2 separate regions of the Mus musculus genome follow, and region 2 is linked to region 1. A link is a contact called in public Hi-C data. All regions are on one chromosome and are shown on one strand. The core of a region is the stretch at or near the end of the contact, and the rest is flanking DNA. Distances in the headings are between cores, read along the strand shown.

Region 1 (6,741 bases), core at 2,813-5,312:
CACAAAGTTCCCATGTGGGAGTCCAGTGACCTTGGAGGGAAACTAGGGCACCCACTGATGGACTGTGGCTGCTGTTCTGGCCCAGAGGACAAGCTGGACCAGCCCCTGCCTTTCAGAAATGATGATCATGCTTGCAGTAGGTCCGTGCGCCCTACATGTGCCTAGGGTATCAGAGGTTAAGGCTGCAAGGTTGAATGTAAGACGCCAAGGAGCGCGTGTCCCGCCACAGGCAGACCTGTGCTCTTCTTCTCAGTGCCCAGCCACCATATGGATCTGCTCAGGAGTCCTAAGCCAGGACATGCAGTGAGGGTCACTAGAGAACGCAGATGCCCTCGTCATGTGGAACTCCTTCAGAGGCATGTGGGAAACTGCATGTGCTTACACTGCAGAAAGCCCCAGAGACACCAAGGAGAGGTTCCCCAGGTGCTCAGCAAACACCTAGCAGAGTGTGAGGGGCAGGAGCTGGGGCACCATTGCCACGGCTGCCCAGGTGCCTTAGATGAGTCTCAGCTGCGTTCTAGAAGGAAGCAACTGCAGCGGAGAGGCCCAGGACTCATTTTGTAACCATGAGGCTGGGGAGAAGAGAAGAAAATTTAACACTGACAAATCTTCCTGTTGTGCAAGGCTAGGCTGTTCTCTCTCTCTCTCTCTCTCTCTCTCTCTCTCTCTCTCTCTCTCTCTCTCTCTCTCTCTCTCTCCCTCCCTCCCTCCCTCCCTCCCTCCCTCCTCCCTCTCCTTCTCTCTCTCTCTCTGTCTCTCTCTCTGTCTCCCTCCCTCCCTCCCTCCCTCCCTCCTTCCTTCTCCCTCTCCTTCTCTCTCTTCCTCTCCCTCTCCTCTCCCACTGCACATTTCCCCAATATTTTATGGTGAATGTTACTTTCATAATGGAAAAATAATAAAGCTTAAATTATTTGTATTTGATATTTTTCTGATTAAAAAAGTAATATATGTTCATTGTAGACAATTAGGAGAGCAGAAAAGGAAATTAAACCCCTCTGCAGCCCACCATGCAGAGCCATGAGACTGGTCGGGGGCACAGGCTTCCAGTTCATTTTTTTTTCTGTGTGTGTGCATACAAAGTGGGCAGGTATAATATGATCCGCATTTAGTATTGGATCATGAGCACTTTCTCCAAACCTTGGATAGACTTTCACATTTTATTTTTACTGGCCCTATTTTCCCATCATTTTGCTGTGTGCTCTGGGGAATTAATCACATTTCAGAGTACTAGGTATGACTTAAACCCTTCCTCTCTGTGTGTCTCTCTCTGTCTCTCCCTCCTCCCCTCTCCTCTCTCTCCTCTGTCCCTCCACGTGTGTGCATATTTATGGGCATGTGTATACATGTGTGAGTGCATGTAGGGGCCAGAGGTTGCTATCAGGTGTCTTTCTCAACTGCTCCCCATCGTAACCTTTAAGATGGGATCTTACTGAACCTAAAACTCTATAGAGGTCCAGGGATCTGTCTCTTTTCTTTCTCACAGCCCCAGAATGCCAGGCCTGCATTGCCATGCCCAGCCTCTATACATGCGGGGCTAAACACTTTCCTAACTGAGCCATCTCCCTGGCCTGTCAATCACTCTTTGTTCACAACCAAAACTAAAGGAATACTGGAGGAAAACCGCCTCAGCACAAGCTGCCCTCTTCAAGGTTTATCAACAGTAAGCTGCTTTTATAGGGAAAGCCACCCATCTTCCCTCCTTTCCAGACATGGAAAGCTAGATCTGTTTAGGATCCCCCATGCCTTTCTGCCCCACCTGCTGTCTTTGGGCCCTTCACAGGCAGAAACCAGGCCTCTCCCACGGGGCATTTTAAAGCTTCAGTATTGGACCTGACAGAATGTGGAATCACCTAAGAGGCAAACCTCCGGGCATACCTTCAAGAGAGGGTCTAAAATTAGGTTAAATGAGGTGAAGACTCCCCCTAACTGTGTGTGGGTGGCACCATCCCAGGGGCTGGGGTTCCGGACTGAATGAAAAGACCAAAGTCAGCAGAGCACCAGCATCCACCTCTGCTTCTTGCTGATACAATGTTACCAGCTGCTCCGTCTGCAGCTGTGGGCAACTTCCCTGTTATAATGGACTGTACATCCTCAAACCGTGAGCCCTTCCTACCTTAAGTTGGTTTTGTTCCCTATTTTGTCACAATAATAGGAAAAGTAACTAATAGAGCCAGAAACAGAGAAGAGAGTCTCCAGGCCAGGGGGTGCTGGGTGCTGCATTCACAAGATGCAAAAGGAGACCATGCTCAGGACCTGCCGCTACGGGGGAGGGGGCGTTCAGTGTGGTGAGAGGAATTGAATTCCAGGCCAGAACCAGCCAGGTCTATGGAGGCCAGAGACATGTCTGGTTATGGAAAGGGTATAGCTGCTCTCCTCCCTGCAGACGATATGCGACACTGCAGTAGACCTCCATCTGTGGTCATCACCTACAGGAAACAGACACTAGGAAGCCATGGTCCTGTGATGAGTGATGGCCAATGGGGATGGATGGAGCCATCTACTTGCCAATTCCCTGACCTCAATGTCTATTAGAAAATATGTCATTGACACAACATGAAATAAATGACAATTAAAAGGGCAGAAATGATACACTGGGAAATACCAATCACTTAGCTCCCAAACTCCCCCGCATGTCCACATGGGAGTGGGGGTGACTAAACTTATTTGCTCAGGCTAACCAAAGACGGTCTGGGGTCTGGGATTCACTGGGCCATGTGACCCTTGTGGAGTGGAGGTGACAGCTGATGGAGAACCATCCCCAGCATGTTAGCACACTCAACATTCCCATTTAGTTCTTTTTCTTTATATGTTTGCATGTGAGTGTATAATGTACACATGTGTGTACAATGTATGTTTACATGTAAACACATGTATGTGTGCATGAGGACACGGAGGCTTGAGACTTATGTCAGGAGTCATCCTTGGTCACTGTCTCATTCACAGACCCAGAGATTGCCACTGTAACTAGTCTTGCCAGCCAGCTTGCTGTGGTGAGTCCCCTATCTCTGCTTTCCAGATAGTATGTGCACACCATGACCACCCAGCATTTCATGGGGTCTATGGACCTGAACTCTGGTCCTCACATTTGTGCTGCAATCCCTTCCGTGCCCCTGGGGCATTTTCTCAGCCCCCCCCCCGAGCTACCCCCTGCATTTACGTTTTAATGGTGTTATTAAAATAATAAATGAAACTGTCATAAATAATTCATGTATCTCATCTTGCCTTCTGAGATAGATTCTTTGAGTTTCACTAAACACAAAAGAGCACACGAAGTGGGAAAGGGAGGGGAGAAATTGGAGGGGTGAATTTAATAATTTACTTTAAAAATACTTAAATTAAATTTAAAATTAAAAAAACTCTCAAACCAGAGGGCATCTTCAGTCAGAATGGCAGGTGTGGATAGACACACACGCACACACACGCAAGCTCTCTCTCTCTCTCTCTCTCTCTCTCTCTCTCTCTCTCTCTCTCTCTGTGTGTGTGTGTGTCTCTGTCTCTCTCTCTCTCTCTCTTACACACACACACACACACACACACACACACACACACACACACACACACACACAGGCACACACGTGCCCCTAATTGCTTCCTCTTCCCTGCTTCTCTCTTTCTGCAAACCCTGGTCCCCCCCCCCCCCAGGTTGGACCTGTCGCTCACTTGCTATTTCCAGGCTCTGCCTAATCTGGCTCCCAGCTGCGCTCACTGCAGATGAATTGCCCACCCCCAGCAACCTCCCCCACCCCCTAACTCACTCTGTGAACACTAAAAATACCTCTGGCACACCCTGCCCCTCACTTCCACACCAGGGACAGGTGTGATGGCTTGGAGCCCAGCCCAGTACTCCTCACAGTTTCAAACATGATGCTGATTTCAGGGGACTAATTTGCACACCCTAACAAGTACATCTCCTTCTGCGCAGTCACATCAACTCCATGACAGGAACATGGCATGAAGGCTTGTCCAGAACCCAGTCATCACTCAGCACAGAGACCAGGGCACACGATCTTCACCCACAGTGCTTCTGGACAACAATGCTCCCAGTGCCCCTCTGGGGAGGAGAGGGACAGGGTGGGGGACACTACTCACCGGGGGTCCATCAGCGCCTGGCATTCCTGGGAGACCTGGTTTCCCCAAAGGACCCTAGTGCAAATAAGACAGTCTGTGAGCAAACACCTCTGACGTTTATTTCTTTCCTGGGATGTCCAATCCTTCTCTATAGACACCCAAAGTAAATATTCAGACACTGTCACTCATGCACCCAACGAGGTGCCTCCTCCACCAGAACCTTCAGTTCTGCTATGGGATCACCTCCACCCCCATCTTCTTTCTCCCTTTCATCTCCTGAGATGCTGCTGTCCTAGGAGCCTTCTGAGGTCAGTACCTTCCTCACATTCCCCATTGGCACCTATGCAATCCCTCCCATGGCAGGGCAGGGCAGCCACAGGACCACCAGGCCACCATCCTGTGACGTTCTTAACAAGGTCCATCACAGCCTGGCTGTCTGCATTTCTTAAGCTCTCCGGGGATCTGGGAGACTCCATCAGAACCACCTCTGTAGTGGCTCTTGCTGGTCGAGACCTAGACAGTTTGCACTTCCTGAAACGGCCCGTGCCTGGGCTCTGTGATGCTGTCGGAAGGGTACAAGTCCCAGGACACGGTAAGTACTGTACGTCTATGTGCCAAACAAAACTCAACTAAATAAGATGCCCAATTTAATCTTCTGATAAATGGCACATATTTCACAGTCAACAGTGTGTGCTGGTATTGAAGATTGCTAAAACTGCCACCTCTATACATAGATGGCAGGCAAATCAATATATGAATCTGGATAATGGGCTAAACTTCAGGAGCAAGGTGTGCATGCCTGCCATGGAAGGACTGCAGGTCTCCCAGGCCTGCACAGACGTATGCCCCATGACAGGCAGCCCCTCTTCACACATCCATCTGTTCCACCTACCTTTTCTCCTGGAGGACCAATGGCACCCTGGGGACCTGGAAGACCCTAAGAGGAAAAACCAGCAGAGGAATGAGAGGACTGACCAGAGGCCCCTCCTCACCCTCCACCATCTTCCCAGTGACCACCACATCCAGGTACCAAACATGTTGGTGGCAGAGCTAAGTGCACTTCCCAGACACTTGGCCAGAACCTGTGTCCCACCCCTGATGCCTCCAAGTCACCTTTTCCTGAGACACTTACCTGGGCACCAGGATTACCCTGCTGTCCTGGCGGCCCAGGCTCTCCCTGGGGACCCTAGAAAAACAGAGGCAAAGGCCCTGAGAAGAGATCTAGGAACCACACCCCATTTGGGGGAAATCCCATTTCCATGCCTCATCTTTTCCACCAGTAACCCCAGGAGTCGATGTGTGGGAGCAGCTTTCTGGAAAGGGGGAATCTGCCTGCTTTTGGTGTCAGATCCTTACACCCAAAGGGCATGTGGACTTGCACCCAGCACCCCGGTGTCCATCAAGGCAAAAGTTTGACAGGAGCTGGCCAGGCAATAATCTATTGGTAGAAATGTGCGCCCTTGACTTGGATATAGAGCAAACAGACCCATCTGATGGAACTGACTTCCAACTCCTAGCTGGCTTTGGATAACAAATATCAACTTGGGGTTCTGACATGAGGCTTTGCCACCAGAGGGCAGCACTAAGCCATGGGCCAGAGGCTAAGGTGCCCACTCTCCTACCCCAATTTCCAGGTGATGTAGACCTCCACAGCCAGGCATGGACTGTGCCCACAGACCATGACCAAAATCCAGGCCATGTGACCCCTGGGACTCACCACATTTCCTTTTGGGCCAGGCTGGCCATCCATACCCGTTACACCCTGCAGGAGAGTTATAAAAAAGGGGGAGAAAAGGTGTTTTCAACACAGAATAACTCACTCCATTCTGCATACTTGGACGTGGGTAGTTTCTGGGGAAAGGACAGTCTCGACTGTCCACCCCTAACAGCTGGGGCTACTACCCTTCACAATAAGGTAGCTGAGCTGTCAGGCCCCAGCACCCTCATATGAGCAGACCCTGCAATCTAGAAAAAGTCTCCTAGAGAGGCCGAAGAGGGCAAGGCTAATTTCACCCACCCAAAACAGAGAACCCCAATCAATACCATGAGCCTCTCCCTCCTTCCCAAAACCAAACCCCCCAAAATGCTGGAAGGCTCTTAAGCAGAGGGACAGTGTGGCATCCTGAGGTACTGCTTATGACAGAAAACAACAACAATAGCAAGAGCAGCACAGCAGGTGCTGTGTGCCAGAACGGGGGTAGAAAAGTCTAAAGGAGCAGCAAGGCCAGCTGCCTGAGCACCACGCGTTTTCTGGTTCCTCATGTATGAGCATGAATGACCCATAGCCCCTCACACCTACAGCCGGCATACACTAAGGTCAGCATGGCCCCCTGGCCCCATGGTCCCATGGCCCCGGTGTTGCTAGCTGGGTCAGAGGGTTTCTGGTGCTATACTGTGTACACATTCACCAGGAGGTGACAGAACTTACAGGAGGTCCAGGAGGCCCTGGGGGGCCTTTTGGCCCAAGCAGACCACGTGGTCCCTGCAAAAAGAAAAGATGAAGAAGGATGGAACCCGGCTGGAGGTGTGGCCTGCTTGTCTGCCCTGTACAGCCCACACCCAGTACCCTGTGCCCGACTAGAGCGCAGCTGGTGACTCCAGAATCCTGAGAGAGTTGCCATGATGCGCCCCCACTGTCACTCACCCCATCTTCCTCTCCACCTGGACACTGGG
Region 2 (6,741 bases), core at 1,414-3,913, 170 kb before region 1:
GAAACTTTAGTGCTACTTCACACATCAGTCCTGAATTTATTTTCTGGAATGCAGCCAACTACGCTGGCTTTATCCGAGAACTGAGACTCTGAGAACTCCTTGACACATTACACACAGGGTAGGTAGCCTGACCCTCATGCGAGGATCTTCCCTTCAGTCTTAAACCAGAGACTGTGTGGAGTTCATACATCTCTTTTGATAGATCCCCCCCCCCACCTAAACTTGGTGAAAAAATACACACACACACACACACACACACACACACATATATGCAGAACATCAGGTTTGGTGTCTTTACCTATTGAGCTATCTCACCAACCTCACAAACGCCTTTTAGCAACTCATTTTCATCTTTTCTTTCCTCTTTGAAAGTGTGTGTTGCTCCCTAAAGCCCCGACCTCCCTTAGACAATAAAAGCACTGTATGGTGGCATGGGAGGGGGCCATGAATCCCCTTGGTCCTCTAGGACCTAGACCAGTGGAGACACAGCAGATGCTGCAGGCAGCGCAGCCTCCCAGTGTCCTGTCTGAAGGTGGCCTTGCCTGCTCCCTGGGTTGCTGAGAGTTAGGAGCAGCAGGATAGGCGCTCTGCCAGCCTCTAGATTCCACAGTAGTACCTTGGCTGGGAGGCTGAGGCTGAGAACACTGTCTAGTGCAGGTGAGGTGGCAGGTGCATCCTCTCCAGGACCTGAAGGCCAACTTAGTATCTTAGCTTCTTTTGCTCCTTAATCTCTTCCAGGAAAAAATATCCCAGCATCCTATTCTCAGGCTCCACCCCTAGCAGATGTGCAGTGCCTAAGAGCTGAACTGAGCCAAGGTAAGCATCACCGTGTTCACCAGGACCTCCATCCTGACCTGAACTGTAGAGCTACATTCTCCTGACTGCCTGAATGGCTCCAGATCGAGGGCTCCAGATAGAGTGACCCATTGCTGAGGAGATGCAGACACGGGCGAGGTTTGCCTTTCCTCTGAGTCCCGATGTTTTCACTGCTCCACAGGATAAGATGACTTCAGTAGAGTATGGTACCTGCCACTCACTGGGGCAGAACGACACTTGTGGATATGATGACCACTGCTTGCTGTGTGATTGCATGTGCACTGTGCTGTCCTGCTTGCTAGCTGCCATGTCATTGCCAGTGGCTCATCATATGAGAAGAGGTGCCAGCTCTGGTGCAGGGAGAGCGGGAAGAACATACACAGCAAGAGTAGAGCCCATATGTGGCATTCTGTAGAATAGTCTTTTCAAAACTTCTAGAGGGTTGGGGAGGTGGCTCAGTGGTTAGCAGCATTTGCTACACAAGCGTGAGGTCCTGAGTTTGAATCCCCAGAACCCATGTAAAAGCTATGTGTGGCTATGAGCATCATTACCCCAGCAATAGGGCAGGGATGGGGTGGGGTAGGGCGTTGTTGCTGGGGCTTGCTGGTCAGCTAGTCTAGCCAAAACCTGGAGATCTCTAGGGCCTGTGAAAGACCCTGACTCAAGAGGATAAAACAGTGATGGAGCAGGATACCTGACACCTTCCTCTGGACTCTGCACACACACACACACACACACACACACTCAAACAGCCACACACATACAGGGACACTCACACTCATACAGACACACACTCACACACAAACTCATACAGACACACACAGGCACACACACACATATACACTTTCACACTCTCACAAACAGAGATATTCAGATACATACAGACACACAGACAGACACACATAGACACTCATTCTCTCTCTCTCTCTCTCTCTCTCTCTCACACACACACACACACACACACACACACACACAATATGCTTGTCTGAATCACAAATGCACACATACACTGATCTGAAAGGCAAGGTTTTTTTATATTGAGGTGCTGATGGTCTGAGTCTCTTATCTCTGTGTGTATTCACACACACGTGGCCTTGTTGTATGCCTGGCTATCTCACCTGCCTGGAAAAGCAGATTTATCAGGATATACTCACATGCTGTCCAATTGCCCATTAAAGCATGCACTTCAACAGCTTTTAGTTCATTAATAGATAAGTGCAGCTGTCACCATAGCCAATCTCAGAACATCTTCATCGCCTCACAGGAAGTAAGTCCCTGGCTACTGCTCCCACCCCGCCTCTTCAGGCTGGGGATCTCCGCAGACCTCCCCACTGCACACACTCGACACACAACAACTCACAGTACCAACCTCTGTGTCTGCCTGTGGCTCATGTCAGCCCTTTCCTCCCTAGAGCAGAATAATGTCTTACCCTGTCTGCTATGTGCTTGTCTAGTTACCTATCCGTGAGGGTGGGCATGTGTGTGTGTGTGTGTGTGTGTGTGTGTGTGTGTGTGTATGTATGTGTGTGAGCTTTGGGTGTCTTCCTCTTTGGGTACCCCTCCTTTGAGACAGTCTCTCATTGACCCTGGAGCTCACTAGGCTGGCTGGCCAGCAAGTGCTAAAGAACCATCTGTACTCTGCCTCTCCAGTATTGGGACTGCAAACACTTGCAACCATGTTCTCTTGTTACAGAGGATCTGGGAATCAACCCAGCACAGCAAGCGCCTCACAACTGCATTTTCACCCAGCTCCTCCCTCTCTCTCTCTCTCTCTCTCTCTCTCTCTCTCTCTCTCTCTCTCTCTCTCCTTACTTATCTATCTATAGAAACGTTCTGGCGTGTTTCCCAGAGTTCATCTTGACCTCATGATCCTCCTGTCTCAACCTCTCAAGTGCTGGGGCTACAAGTGTATGTAAGCTTAGGTTCTTTTCAAAGCCTACTTTATTTAGGGTTCTTAAATGCTTCATCTTCCCTTCTTTTATCAACCAGAGGAAGGTTAGTAGGCAAAGGGTGTCGTGGACCTGTTTAGAAATAGTTTCTTGGGGATGTTCACTCTTTGTTGTCAGAATACCAGCCGTCCAGTTAAATAGCAAACACCAAACATGAATCAGTAGCAGCTGCACCATCCAGCAGAAACAGCAAGGCCCCGCTGAATTGGCACAAGCCAGGGGAAGTGGCCAGAATCAGCTGGAATACCACAAGAAGATCTTTGGCACATTTCTCTTTACCCTACGAAGTAAAGACCAGCAAAGACCAGTGAAGAACATCCTCTTGTTTGTGGGGTTCCATTTATGTCCTTCTCTCAAGTATCTGTTCTCAGCAAAACACCACATGCCTGATGTAGGGGAGGTGTCAGTTCCCTAATTGGTTCTTGAGTGTGTCAATAAAGACAACTGAAGCCAATCGCTGGGTGAAGAGGGAAAAGTGGAACTTCCTGGTCTCAGGAGGAGGAGAAGGGGGTGAGAGGGGGAGTCAAAGCAGGAGGTGGAGCTGAGGAAGCGGCAGTCATGTAGGTCTCAGGAGCACCTATAGTTTGTAGCCTCCGCAGTGGGTGAAGGCCAAGGAGGATGGAGCAGGAGATTCTTTGCCCAGCCATTGAGTTATCTGGCTAGTTTGAAAATATAAGACTGTCTGGTGTTTTCCATCTGCAGTGACTAAAGTGGGCAGGAGAAAGGGGCAGTCGTTGGCAGCTTAGTGGAGCTAGTTTTGAGAGGTCGAGGGAGCTCAGAACGAGCTCTTGAGAAAGAGCAAGCGTGATATTAAATTACACACAACAGAGTTGTGGTTTCCTTGAGTGGGGTTTGGGGGTTGGAGTTTCACCACAACAGCCCTCTCACAAGACAGCTTCCAGAAAAGCACCATATGACACAACCGAGTTGTTAAAGAAGTCAGAAATTTCCACTTCAAAAGTGTTTGGCCCATGAACATCAGACTCCATCCTCTGAACACCCTTCCCCATTATGACTTGACCTTGCCTAGTTCTCTGCCCTTGTACTACAAGGGGAAACCCCCTTCTAGCCTGTTTTATGAAGAAGTCCTCACTTCCTAAACCCACCCCCATCTTGGAGCGCAATAGCATCCTGGATACCAAACCATGTTCTTTTTAGCAGTCTCTCACCTCTGTGCCCCTCACTGCTCAGCTGGTGAGAGCCCAGCTTCTCTGTGTTATATTGAGGTCGAGGTCAGCTCTGTACTCAAGTCTCCTGTCTACCACAGCGGTTCCAAGGGAATCTGTCTTGCTAAGCTAGGGAGATGCTCAGTCGGTGAAGCACCCACCCAGCAAGCATGAGAACCTGAGTTTGATCCCTAGGATACTCATAAAAGTCAGCACAGTAGTGCACACATATAATCTGATTTGATGGCAGTAACCTGGGATGCAGAGAGAGGCAGAAGCTCATTGGCCACTCAGCCTTGCCTATGTGGAGAAGCTGCAGGGCTTTGAGAGACACTGTCTCAAACACACAACAGAGTCCCTGTGGGATGACACCTGAGGCTGTCTTGTCCTTTGCACACACTTATCCTTAGCACCCATTCATCCCACACATACACAATCTGTCCTGCTTGGGTCACTTGCAGTGGCACTCTGGGGTTTCCTCCCTCTGGCTCATAGGAACCCTGCTACTGTGCGCACATAGGAATTTCTACTCAGTTTTGTTTCTCTAGGACCAAGTACTAGGGATGGAGCCCCTAAGGTTTGTTTAGTTGGTGTCCTGTGTGGAGGTTGACAGCCTTGGCTTCAGCCCCTGCAGCAGTTCATGCATGCTGACAGCCTCAGGGCTGGAGGGAATCCTGAGGAGTAGCCACAGGCCTTGATTTCCAGCACACAAAATCCTTTGCCAACTGTGCAGCCACCAAGTCCCCAGTCACACCCACAGGTGGAGGAGAAAGTGGCACTCAGAATGTCCCCAGGCTTCACACATAAGGCTGGCAAGCTGGTGTGATGTGCACTGTGCTGACAAAGTGTCACTTGTTGTCTGAGTTCACAGGGAAGCAGGCTCTAGAAGTGGGGCTGCCCCACCCCCAGCTCTGTGACAGAGAGGGGAAACAACAAATAGCCCAAGAGTAAAAACCTTGCTTTACTGAAAACAGCTGGAGAGTGAGCCACTTCCAATAGAGGTCACTACACTTATCCCATGAGAGGAGAAGCTACAAGGGTGAGTATGGGAGCCCAGCCATGAGAGAAAGAGGCCAGTTGGAAACTCCTACCAATGCTTCGACTTCTCAAGTCAGTTCTGCCTGGTTTGGTAATATCTCTTCTCTGTGGTTGTTATTTTATGTTGGAAGCTTCACCAGAGGGGACACTTGGTCTTGCCTAGGACACTCTATTGGGAAGTCCAGCTGGCTGCATCAGTGGGATTTCCTCACCTTGTGCTGGATATTTTGAGCATGCAATAAAGAGTTTTCCCATCTGTCTGTCTGTCTGTCTGTCTGTCTGTCTGTCTGCCTGCCTGCCTGCCTGCCTGCCTGCCTGCCTGTCTGTCTGATGGGAACACTTCAGTACCCAGCTGAATAAAACCTGGGAGTCAAGGTGGAGTTTTCATTTGGAAATGGACAATTCTTTGCCAGAAGGAAGAAGATTCTAGAACCCATCTGCACACAGAAGGCAGAAGAGACTGGGGAGGGAGGAAAAGGCAGATGGGGCTCAGTGTCCTGAAGCTGGCAATGGTTCAGGAGTGGGTTCCCTGGAGGGGAAGTAAGGGGCCCTGCTCCCCAACATGAACCTGACCCAGGACCTAGAGTGGGGACGCTGTAGGCAGGGACATCCGGGTAATGGCAGCAGCTGTTCTATCTGGCCTTTTCTTATTAAGGCTACAAGAAGCAGCCCTTCCCCCATAATTCAGTCACCATACACCCTTCAGTGTCAGTTTAATTAAGGTCAGGGCCAGCCACGGTTGAGATGGCTCCCATCACTGGCACTAAATCAATTCCTCATTTTTGAGTCCGAGACCCCTTGAAAGTGAAGAATGGTAAGGCTGTGAAATGAATGTTCTCTAGAGACAGCCGTGGCCTTGAGATTGACCTCGGCCCCTGGGGGATGCATTTCTTCCTGCCCTACTGTAGCCTGTCCTCACCTCAGAACCAGTCCCGGGGCAGAACCAGGCTGTAGGGAGGAGCTCAGGCTGAGGCCCTGTGAAGGAAGGATCAAGGACACAGGGACTAATAATGCCTACGCTTGCTACCCAGTCGTCTCCGCTATGCACACTGTGGGGGAGAGGAAGGCCAAGAAACATCCAGGAACTCAAAACTGTCTCTAGGAGCGCGAGGAGACGGGATGCTGGAGCCCTCTGTGGTGTTTTGGATGGCTGGTGGTATAGAGACAATGGAGAGCAGTCTTGTCCCAGGTCCCAGTCCCACCCTGGCGATGTCCACTAACCACAGGCCCTTCAAAGAGAAAGAGCTAGCTGTCTTTTCAAATTACTCTTCAGAGTAGCCAAAGTTACAAAGTGTATTTACTGAAAAGCATTCCTGAAAAATCCACACCCTCCTCTTGGATAAGAGAGGCCAGAGGACAATGGTTTCCCTTACCTCCCTCAGGATGAGGAAGCTATGGACGGGCTAGAGAGGTGGGCAGATCACCTGCTTCCAAAATCTTGGGCATCAGTTCTGCCATTAGGACTCATGGCTACTGTCAAAGTTTCTTCAGGCTCTGTGGTTATTTGTGCTTCTCACAGCACGCGTGTCAAATCACCCCACCATGAGATTGGCAGCTCACATTCTGTTTGTACCAAGAGTGGGCTCTGCGCTGCCTCAGTGGTCACTTCTGGCCTTGGTGTATCCTCAACAGTGACAGAGGACAGTGGTTACTCTCACTAACCTTCCATGAGTGCTGAGAGGAAGGCTATGGTCAGGATTCACCCACAGAGTGGGTACTGGCTGGAACTCCTCTGCTCTCATGGGTGGGGTCAGGAGTCCAGCCTGAGTGTC

What was found. Hi-C and Micro-C count contacts between places; a contact is called where the count stands out from the background.
Region 2: a Hi-C map of the G1E-ER4 cell line shows a contact between it and region 1, with 4 times the contacts expected there. The contact joins two enhancer-like sites. A contact is called at or near these places in 3 of 484 Hi-C or Micro-C datasets (all in the G1E-ER4 cell line) and 3 of 115 datasets of contacts at active chromatin or transcription factors (SST interneurons, differentiating embryonic stem cells and fetal liver).

The regions. Positions count from the first base shown.
Region 1 is chr2:27,972,957-27,979,697 of GRCm38.p6, reverse strand. It overlaps Col5a1 (collagen, type V, alpha 1), which reads right to left. Exons shown (of 66, transcript NM_015734.2): 21 at 6,497-6,550; 22 at 5,786-5,830; 23 at 5,201-5,254; 24 at 4,961-5,005; 25 at 4,090-4,143. Among named protein-coding and RNA genes, the nearest start is that of Gm13372, 56 kb to the left of the region's middle. Within about 2 kb of position 4,062, at least 8 of the 459 cell types and tissues checked have an H3K27ac peak or open chromatin away from gene starts, as enhancers often do. A contact at or near this core is called in the G1E-ER4 cell line, where this site is marked.
Region 2 is chr2:28,142,778-28,149,518 of GRCm38.p6, reverse strand. No RefSeq gene overlaps it. Among named protein-coding and RNA genes, the nearest start is that of F730016J06Rik, 51 kb to the right of the region's middle. Within about 2 kb of position 2,663, at least 18 of the 459 cell types and tissues checked have an H3K27ac peak or open chromatin away from gene starts, as enhancers often do. A contact at or near this core is called in the G1E-ER4 cell line, where this site is marked.